2 separate regions of the Mus musculus genome follow, and region 2 is linked to region 1. The links are chromatin contacts, called in public HiCAR-type maps. All regions are on one chromosome and are shown on one strand. The core of a region is the stretch at or near the end of the contact, and the rest is flanking DNA. Distances in the headings are between cores, read along the strand shown. Region 1 overlaps 2810407A14Rik (a long non-coding RNA gene). Region 2 overlaps Grik1 (glutamate receptor, ionotropic, kainate 1).

Region 1 (5,138 bases), core at 552-3,051:
GGACACATGCATCATGCCCTGCAAATACACAGCATGTCTCTGAACTTCCACTGGTTCACAGGAGACCGTGAGCATTACGGATCCACCCTCTCACTTTTGGATGGCGTCCATTCTACTGTAGTGTGACTGCAGTGCTATGGCGCCAGGCTGTGGCTGCTGAGACTGAGCCTGTTGCCACCATCAGAAGTCCTTAGCATTCATTCAGTGAAGACAGAGTAGGAGGAATGGCGATTTCCTGTGGGCTAGGCCACTGCATGCAGAACAGGTAACCCAAGCCCGGGAGATAACACTTAGATGATGTCAACGCTGATCCCTAAAGGCCAGAGGGAAATGATGCTTTATAGGTTTCATGGAGTGAACTGAGAGACAGGGCTGGCTGGTCAGTCAATTTCTGAATGGAAGCAAAAAGCCTTAGGACTGGCTCCTGCCTATCTGTCTTAGGACACAAAATGCCAAGGTGCTATTCTCATGAGCCATCTGTTGCATGGGGTTCTGCTAGCGTCTCGCCCAAGAAGGCTGCACAGAAAGACAAGATCCCAACAGGAAGATCTTTAGGTTAGGGTGTATCCTGGGAGCTGAAGAGAATGTGAGAAACCCAGCTAGGATCAAAAAATACTCACCAAGCATCTTAGTCATGTTGGGGTACTATCACAGACTGTTACAGACTGGGTGGCTTCCACGGCATAAATTTATGTTCTACAACTTCAGGAGGCTGAGAACTCAGAGCCGGGTGTTAGTGAGATTGCCGTTTGGCCCACAGAAGATACCGATTTCCTCTCTGTATCTTCCTATGGCCATCCCTCGCTATATGTGCCAGGAGGGTCATGGTGTTGGTGTCTTTGTATAAGGTCAGGGACCACAACCCATCTTCATGGTCATAGCCAACAGTGATGATCTCCCAAAGGTCCATCTCTAAATAACATTGTATCAAGGGTTAGGATTTCCACCTAGGAATTCTGAGGGGCAAAACTTCAGTCCATAGCACCCAGACTGAGAAAGCATAGGCAGAGATCTCCACAGGGAGTATGTCCCCAGAATCCACACAGAATCCAGGACAAGAGATTACTGACTCAGATTTCATTCCTTCATTTCCATCCTCGGATCTCAGTCATGGAAGGGTCAGAAGCTGAAGCAAGCGAGATGGAAAGAATTTAAAGTGCCAAGCAGGCATAGAGAGAACGCTTCCTTCTTTCTCAAGCAACCAGCGTCCTGCTTGATCCTGGCCCTGCTAAGCCGGTTCTAACCAGTATATAACAGAATTTGATATACCCAGAGAGGACTGAGATCTTTGACTTTTATCCTAGAGGAGGGACAGAAACAGCCTCACTAAATACATTTTAAAAGACGGTGAGAATGAATGGTAAGATGAAACTGTATAAGATATGCTCATTCAACCTAACCATTATGTCTATTTTTCAGTCTAATCCAATATTAAGGGGAAAATAAAAATTTCCAGAGTGTTGTTTGATGAGTAAATTAACGGGAGATCCCAGGACACAGTCTAGATTTTAGTTTTTACGGCTGCTTTTCTCTGGGCAAGTATTTGGATTTAAAACGTTGGAGGATGCTGTAATGCCTAAAGAGGCCGCTTGGTGGCAGCCGACGACGAGCGCTGAGGAGTACTTGCCTGGAGGCCCAGAGGTTCTGTGTGGGAAGCATTTTTATTCGCCTTCTCAGCGCAGTGCTTATTTCTGTTACGGTGGGAGATCTGTTTTCCCCGACAATGTATGTTTTGCGGCTGAGCCCTTGTTACTTCTGCAAGGCCAACCTTCGTGCTGCTTTCCCAATACTGTAAACCCCAGCCCTCTTTGTGTTAAAGCAGTTAGGAGTCTGGTGGTATGGACTGTGTACTGTCCCTCCGTGGTCCCTCCTTCTGGTCCCTCTTTTCATTCTTTCATTTATTTCCTTCCTCTCACCTCCTGTTTTATCCAAACAATGACATATGGGAGATGAATATCTTGTCGTTACTTTTTCCTGGTTAAGTTTTTCCAGTAATGCAGATTTCCTGAAAATTCTTACACACACCAGGGAAAGAATATGCCTTCTACCCTCGAGTGTTCATAGATCTCATTATTCATGTTTACATATGTCATTAGACTGGCAAGTTCACTCTAGATTCTTATCAGATTGTGTGTTTGATTTTGTTTTTGCATTAGAATGAATGCAAAAGCTTGTTTCATTAAAATCTGCACCAAAATGGGTCCATTTCTTTAAAATTTGCTTTGTGAGGGTCCAATAATATCTAGAACAAATTATGATCTTGTTATGCTATAGTTCTATGTGGTTCGTACATTGTGTGTGTGTGTGTGTGCACATGCTACATTGAACCTATATAGTTAGGAGGACAATTTATGGGAATCGTTTTTTCTTTCCTTCCGCCATATGGGTGCCGGGAATTGAACTGAGGACCTCAGCTACCACCACAAGCATCTCTACCTCTTGTCTCTGTTTCGTTAGAGATGAACATTCGCTATCACATGGGTGGGCAGTGAACTGTGGAAGCAGTGGTGCAGGCATGAGCAGGACATGGCAGTTGTGCGACAACTTGCTTTGTATCCTCAGGCCCAGCAACAGTTAGATTCATTGCGAGTCTTAGTTGTTTCCTTTGGCTGTGAGTCTTGTACACACCGGGCACTGTGCTGACTATCGGAAGCGATGTGATGAGTGCCACCCAATGTGTTCCCTGCGTTTGCGTCGTGTTCAGTCTTGCTGCACAAGCGTGACTTCAAACAAAGCATCCACAACACGCAGAAATGTTCGGGAGCTCTGGTATACCTGCTTTCACGAGTTGTCACCCAGGATGCGGTGGGCTCTATGTGGTTCAGTTGTCGTTGATTCATCCCTGCTCCTGTAAGGGACCTTCAAAAACTCACTGGCTCACCAAGTTGGACTTTCGTGCTCTTGTTGCTTGGATCTGTTGTTGGCTTCCCATCTGGGTGGGTAAATATTAGTTCATGGCTTTTCATGAAAAGTGTCCTGCATCACTAAACCACCGGACGGAAGGTGCGTCTCACGCGGGAGGAGAGTCTCCCTTAATCTTTCTGGCAAGCTCCCGACAGACCCGTCAAGACGAATGTTTCTTAGCTGACTCTAGATCTAAATAACTTGATAATCAAGATTAACCATCACGATCTTGGTCAGCTTGACACCCATGCCTGTCCTTGTGTCATGCTTAATGTCCAAGTAAAGAAAATTAAGGCCATGATTTCACCTTCTATGATGTAAGTGTTCTATGTATAACTGAAAATGCACACCTCTGTGGTGGGAAACACTCAGGAAGAATTGCAAGTTCCCACACTACACCCTGCTACTCTCTGCCCTGGCAGGTTTGCCAGCCAGTTCTGGCGGGCAGTGGCCAGCCTGTTCTTATCCCATGGAGACTCTCTGACTCAGAGCTCCAAAATCTCTCCACCCAGCTCGCTAGGTTCCCATTGATGGGTCGTTACCACACCAGCCCCATACTTCAAAACCCCCACGGCCTTTGTGGTGCACAACTGGCAAACCCACGTTTTCTCTCTGGAACCTAGTTGAGCCTCCACATGAAGGAAAACACCACACAAACTTAGTTCAGAAACAATGGTAACTCAATCTATGGGCGCATCAACTAGAATCCTAATCTTGTAAGCCATATTAAATTTAAATCCTCCAGTGTTGAATCCTGGAAGATCCACCATTGAAACCAGGAGACACCAACAGCTACATCTTTTCCTTATGCTATCCCCATGAAAAGTCCCCTCTCTCCTGCTTCCTCTTGTCCTCTGTCCAACCCGGAAGTCCCGCCTACTTGCCCAGTGATTGGGCCCTTTATTCATTGGGGGAGGGTATGTGAGCCATTCCTCGGCCGGCCCAGACAAGTCCTCCTGGGAAAGTGGAATTAACACCAAAATACAGGCAGCACCAGAGCCATCCACAACACAACTCATCCCTGAAAACAGATGAAACAGCCGCTTGTGGGATGTTTAGACTTTTAATAGTGCGTGGATTAAATATAATAATATATTTAACAACACTCAACTGCTGATATCATCTCAATTGTTAATGTAGTGCAAAACATAGAAGTAAAACACACATACGGATCTCTTCACTGGGTGAGGGAACATAAGTTGAAAACAGATGAAGCCATGACCTCACTTTCTAAATGCAGCATTGGAGAGAGCTTGAAGTCTTGCCCAAGAAGTACAATGTGAGACACAAGACCAAAGACTTTAGAGTACTAGTAAGCCATGCACAGGAAAAGCCCCCAGATGAAGCTTTGCCCTCAGTGAGAGCTTTGCTGATGGCCATTCCCGTTTCTTCTCCATTTTCTCTTTTTCCTATCTCTCCTTTCCCAGTGATTTCTCTGCCCATGCCTCACTCTCGTCTGACCTTGTCTCTTTTTGCAATATTTCCTTTTAGTTCACCTTCTGTGGTTAGGATCCAGTGCTATAGCCTTTAGGTTTTTGTGCTGGTTTTGAGTCAGGAAGCCTAGCAGAGAAGATAGATAGTTGAAGGGGCTCCTCCCTGGAGAATGGGTCAGATCTGGTAGGCAAAGATGATTTCTCCTGAAGCAACCCCTCTGGTGTGTGACAGGCTCCCTTGCCTGCTTCTGCTCTGGGCTGTGATGTAGCTAAGGGTCACTTGCCTCGGAGGCTGATGTCCTGCTATTTGGACCTTGCAGTCATCAGACTGTGAGCCTAACAAACAGCTCCAGTCTCTGCTATCCGTGACCTTTCCAGACAGCTCACAAGGGGTTGACACCTTTTGGTGACAGAATCCACCTGGAGTAGTTGATGAGCTGTTACACGTCGGAGCTATTTTTGTTCTCCGTTTGCTTCATGCGCTCGTGTTTTTAACATTATACAATTCGCAGTGTCACTTCGGGTGATGTGGTTTAACTATCCTTTGCTTCCTCATTTTTTTAAAAAAATAATTTTACGTATAATAATGGGTTTGTTCTGCAAATGAAACAAGTTTAAAGCTTGTAAAGTGAATCATAAGCAATTTGTAAATCTGAGTATTATTGGAACTATTATTATGGGATAGACATGAATTTAGAAAGAGAGACCCACCAGAGAGCTAGAACTTAGGCAGTAGAGGGTATAATTATACTGAAGTTACTCACAGGATGAATCCAGTGTTTCCGAGGGTTTGTGGTACAG
Region 2 (5,126 bases), core at 1,778-4,277, 180 kb after region 1:
GCAAGGAACTTTAAAAGTCCCAGTGGTGCTAGGGTAAAGGTTAACAACTGGATTATCATTTATACCTGCTGAGCAAGGGATGCTCAGAGAAGAAGTTTTCTCTAATAGAGTGACACTGGATATATCAACTGCATCAGGGAAGGCCTCGTGTTCAGGAGTAGTTGACCAATATAGAATGGATTTTTCTTTTTTGGTGTGCTTTTACTTAGTTACAGTTTGGTTTGGAGGGGATTAATTGTTGTATTTCTTTTTTGTTTGATTTTCAAGAAACAGCTTACAAAGTTGGGTGGGTAGAGAAGGGAAAAAAATAAGAATATGACTAGGGGAAGTAAGAATATTGTGAGGAGCCGCCCTTGCAATTGCCATTACAAGATGGCGCTGACATCCGGTGTTCTAACTGGTAAACAAGTAGTCTGCGCATGTGCTGGGGTATTTTTCCATTCCTTGTGCCCTGCCTGTCCCATGGCATCATCTGGGCTGATGGTGTCAGCCCAGACGTGTTTCACCAGTCAGGGTGAAACACGTCTCCAACTTCTCTTGTGGTCTATTTAAGGACTGAGTTTCCTGTGTTCTGGGTCTCCTCCCCAGAAGCTGATCATCTTTCTCTCGAGAAGCATTAAAGCTTTGCTGCAGAAGGATCCGAGTGTGTCCTGTGTGTGCGAGACTCCTTATCACACAGGGACAGAATATGACCAAAATACATTTAAATTTGAAAATTGTTTTAAATAATGAAAATATAATAATAAAAAGTACCATTTGTGAAGTTGCATCTTTAAATATTCTGATATATCTGCCCCAGCATGGGTTGTACACATGCATAATCACTAGATATCCTGCATGCGATACATGTTCTTATGCTGAGACCGCTGATCTATGTCAATTAAATTTTTTCTTATTTTAACCTTGTTTCTAAGCTACAGAACTTAGGGTCATCACTACCATTTGGTGAGTGCTATAACACATCCATTTATATGTACAGGAAGTGGACTTGAAGCTAATGGCATAGTCATGGTGTTCATGTGTGGTTATAGTTGGGACTCTTAGCAGGTTAGTTCAGTTATTGATCATAGGAAGCACCGTTAGAAAACCCAATGATTTTTTTAAACAATCCATTTGTGGAGTATTTTGGGATCCCAAGTAGAACCACAAAGTTAGACACACAGGGCTTGGAATTTAGTAGGACTGGAGCCCCTTGAGTTTCCCACAGACGCCGAGGAAGTCTCTAGATTGTAAGAGCGCCTTCTTTGGACTTTGGTGAAGATTCTGGCCCTAGAAGGTTATAGTTTACCTTTTGTAGGCATCCAGATAGATAGTGATTTGGGCTAAAACAGCTCGTTAGATGTTATAATTAATTAACTTCAGTTTTCTTATGTGTAGTTTTGAAGACCTTTGGTAATATCTGAGAAGCTATTTAATCTCTTAGAGTATGCATCTTTCATTAAGAAAGGTTAGTGTTGTCATTTAGGTCAGTAGTAGAGCACCTACCTGCCTAGCTAGCATGTATGGGATCATGGGTCCCATGGCCCATTGCACTAAGTAGACATTCTTTGAAAAAAATTCATAACTGATTTTTCTCTAACATAAAATATTGAGTTGATGAATATAGATATTTCTGAGTGCTTGATGCTGTTATGTAGTAGGCCAAAATAGACAAGGGTATGTATTCTACATGAAGTCATATGTCTTATTCTATTAAGGTGCTGCCTTAGGTAAGAGCAACCCTCAGGGTTTCAAACATGGGAGGGGGTAAAGCCAGATGTTTTACTTAAGATGAACAGTGTTTTGAGACTGCATGTGAGTGAGAGGAAAAAAGGAAGGGAATTTGTTTCAGAGTTATCAGTTCAGAACAAAGATGACAAGATGACTGGAGAAAAGAGAGAATCTGAGACATAGTCAAAGGGTTGAGTCTCTCTTATTTGGCAACTCTCTAGCTTGCATTATGGGATACTTTTTTTGTCACCAAGAAAAGAGGTAAGAAGATAAAATGATTGGTCATAAGAAGGTTGAAGGAGAAGCTACAAGGTATTAAATCCAATGTGGTAATTTAATAATACAACAGTCATCAGATATGAAGACCTAGTCTGACCTTCATTTTGAACTTTATTATATGTGAAGACTTGACTTAGCTTTCATCAGCTATGAAGACCTGGCTTGGCCTTCATGAGACATGTAGACCTGGCTTGACCTTTATAACATATGAAGACCTGCTTTGATCTTCATGAGACGTGGAGTTGTGCCTTGACCTTTATAACATATGAAGACCTGGCTTAATCTTTATCAGATATGAAGATTTAGCTCCATGTTCATTAAATTTAAAGACTCAATTCAACATTTATCAGATATGAAGACCTGGTTTGAGCTTCATTTTGAACAGTGTTATATATGAAGACCTTCATTTACTGGGAAGACCTGGCTTTACCCTCTTGAGAGAAAGATCTGGTTCTGTCTTTATCAGATACAAATACCTAGGTTGTCACACTAAGAGGAGGTCTTAGACTAAGTGTCATTCTATAATTTAAGGGGGGATACAGAGACACAAATTCAGGATCAAGAAGCATCAACTCACTCTTGGTGTGGATGATGATAATACCCAGCAGCCGGCATCTTTTGTGTATTGGTACCAGCCTAGAACCCTATTTGCACTGTCAAATTTAGTGATTTTCTGCATGATGTGAAGCCCATAAAATTGCTTCTCATGTATAAAGGCATAAAATAAAAAGTCTTCTGATCCTCTACTGAGTGATGACTTTATTTATTAGGCTGTTGTTTATAAAAGTATCTTATTCCTTTCCAATCACAGTGTAGTACTGGGTACTTAAAAAGCACTCCAAAAGGACTACCTGACTAGAAATAAAATTCATATGTTACAGGATAAACCAGATGGTGGAGAGGTTAGCTAACAGTTGTGGGGAAGTTGTAAGAGAGGGCCTTTTTGGTAAAAACTTTCGTTTGTAGAGTGTTGAAGAAGCAGATGTGTTTTGAATAGCAACATAATTTCCCCCCTTATTTAGCCTCCATACTCATTTGAAAATTGGAGAGATGTTATGTTACCCCTTTGCACATAGAAAAAGGCGCATTCAGGAATGGCAGATCTCTACAATGCTAAAGTAAGCTGAAGTTCACTGTTGCCGCTGAAGTCTTAAGATGTGACTCAATATACACAACACAAGTACAATTTGCATGATTTTTTTCTAAACTATATCTACCCCAAACACCAGGACATATTCTTATCTTCTATTAAAGCCATATTTGGATTGGGCTGGAATGAGGCATCAATACATTTCTGAGGAGTATACATAGAAATAAGTCTATAGCATTTTTATTGCTTCTTATTTCAAGTAGAAACACATTTTTCTCTTCTTCTAAAGATACTTTATTTTGGAGGATTTGGAGAATCTTGAAATGTGCATCTTGTATAATATGAATGTGGGTGAATGGAGTACATTTTCAGTAAATTGTTGGCTATCTATGAAGGTCAATTAATTCTTGTATAATTTAGATAGTACACTCATATGTGTGAACTGCTCCTTATAACTAAAACTAACTGTAGGCTCAGGGGCTGTAAACATACTTTAATATCAGCCTGAGAGAAACATAATTAGAATGAGAATGTACTGCCATAATAATTGTATAATATACTACAAATTATCATCCAGTTAGTGTAAATTGAGATACATCATGATTATGTCGTCAAAATTTATTCACAGTAATGAACTTATCAATTAGCTGGCTTGAAGACCATCAAAGGAATTGAGGAACTTAAAAGATAATATATTGCTTAATTAATTTCCCATTTCTTAGATGTTCTACTAAGTACAAGACAGTGTGCAAATTCTTTATATCTTAACATTGGTGAGAGAATCCGTGAGGATGAGGAGATACGGACGCTCTAAACTGAACACGTGCATAGTCAGCTTAGAATCCAACAATCCTACTTGTAGATGAGGTGATGAAGCTAAAGAGGAGGTGGTAGATTTTATCCTTGAGGTGTATATAGAATTTGTTGTATATATAGTTGTTAACAGCTTAGGCAATGAGACCATCAGGCCCTGGCTGAAGTTTCAGCTCTGCCATCTCTCTCACTTGTAGTGTGAGGATATTTGAAGCAGATAAAAAGAAATTCTAGCCCAATGAATAGTGCACGCTGTCAAATAGAAAGCACCAGATGCATGGAAGTTATTTATTCATTTATTTAGGGGAAAGATGTTGCGGATAGCTCTGGGGCTATTTTCAATTTGATGCTAATTCTGAGGGGTTGTGATCAATGAATGAGTCGGCACTCAGCTGATTTCCTGTAAACCTTCTTCCCACCTTAATTTGTAAAATAACAGCTAGGGCCAGTGATTGGGCAGATAAAGGGAAGGCAGAGCTGAAAGTTAGGAGAGAGAAGAAGGAGGAGTGGGAGAGAGGATGACAGAGGAGTGGGTGGAAGGAAAGCAGAGCAGAAACTCATGGCCTGGAGAAACCACAAGTTCTAAGGGGTCTCATAGATGGGGAAGATGGTAGTGTAGTGGTAGATCTGCCCATTTGAGGTGCACAGCTTGTATTCATAGTAATTGAGTTGTGTTTTTATTGCTCAGGCATATTTGGGTTGGAGAATTACTGCAACAGGAAGAGCCCAAAATAGATTGCCCAAGTTGTTACTTACTGTCCTCACTGTTTCTATTTATAATCCCTTTCTAGTTTACAAATTGACTTCATGGTTTCAGACCAGTTTGTAGGCATTGGATGGATTTTTTGTGACCTTGTTTTCAGGGTCTCTCTTTGCCCTCCGAGGGCAGGTGGAGGTTTATGGTTGTGATGTTTTTGCTGTTGCATCTCTAACACCTTTAAGTTTCAAAGCTGCTGAAAACACAGAATGACTTTTTCTATGGTTTCTATCACATTCTCTCCTTGGTCATGGGGCTATATATGTGGACTTTCTATGAAGATAGAAATACTTGAGTATCTGAGAATCAAATGAAACAATTGTATACAAGAAGTAGAGACTAACCCAACATGTACTGTAAATTTGATTACTTTGATAATCAGTTGGCATCTTGTATGCAACTGAAACAAACTCAATTTGTCATTTATTTAAATTTTTAGATAACTTTCAAACCCCATCTCACTGCTTGTGGCTGTGT

The links. HiCAR-type assays count read pairs that join an accessible place to other places.
Region 2: a HiCAR-type map of PVALB interneurons shows a contact between it and region 1, with 2.7 times the contacts expected there. The contact joins two enhancer-like sites. A contact is called at or near these places in 2 of 484 Hi-C or Micro-C datasets (cortical neurons and uterus) and 1 of 115 datasets of contacts at active chromatin or transcription factors (PVALB interneurons).

Annotation. Positions count from the first base shown.
Region 1 is chr16:87,839,525-87,844,662 of GRCm38.p6, forward strand. The region is part of intron 6 of 2810407A14Rik (a long non-coding RNA gene); the gene reads left to right. Among named protein-coding and RNA genes, the nearest start is that of 2810407A14Rik, 13 kb to the left of the region's middle. Within about 2 kb of position 1,802, at least 20 of the 459 cell types and tissues checked have an H3K27ac peak or open chromatin away from gene starts, as enhancers often do. A contact at or near this core is called in PVALB interneurons, where this site is marked.
Region 2 is chr16:88,016,159-88,021,284 of GRCm38.p6, forward strand. All of the region lies in intron 4 of Grik1 (glutamate receptor, ionotropic, kainate 1), which reads right to left. Gm33207 (a long non-coding RNA gene) reads left to right here. Exons shown (of 3, transcript XR_385024.3): 3 at 1-2,735. Among named protein-coding and RNA genes, the nearest start is that of Gm33207, 9.2 kb to the left of the region's middle. Within about 2 kb of position 3,028, at least 1 of the 459 cell types and tissues checked has an H3K27ac peak or open chromatin away from gene starts, as enhancers often do. A contact at or near this core is called in PVALB interneurons, where this site is marked.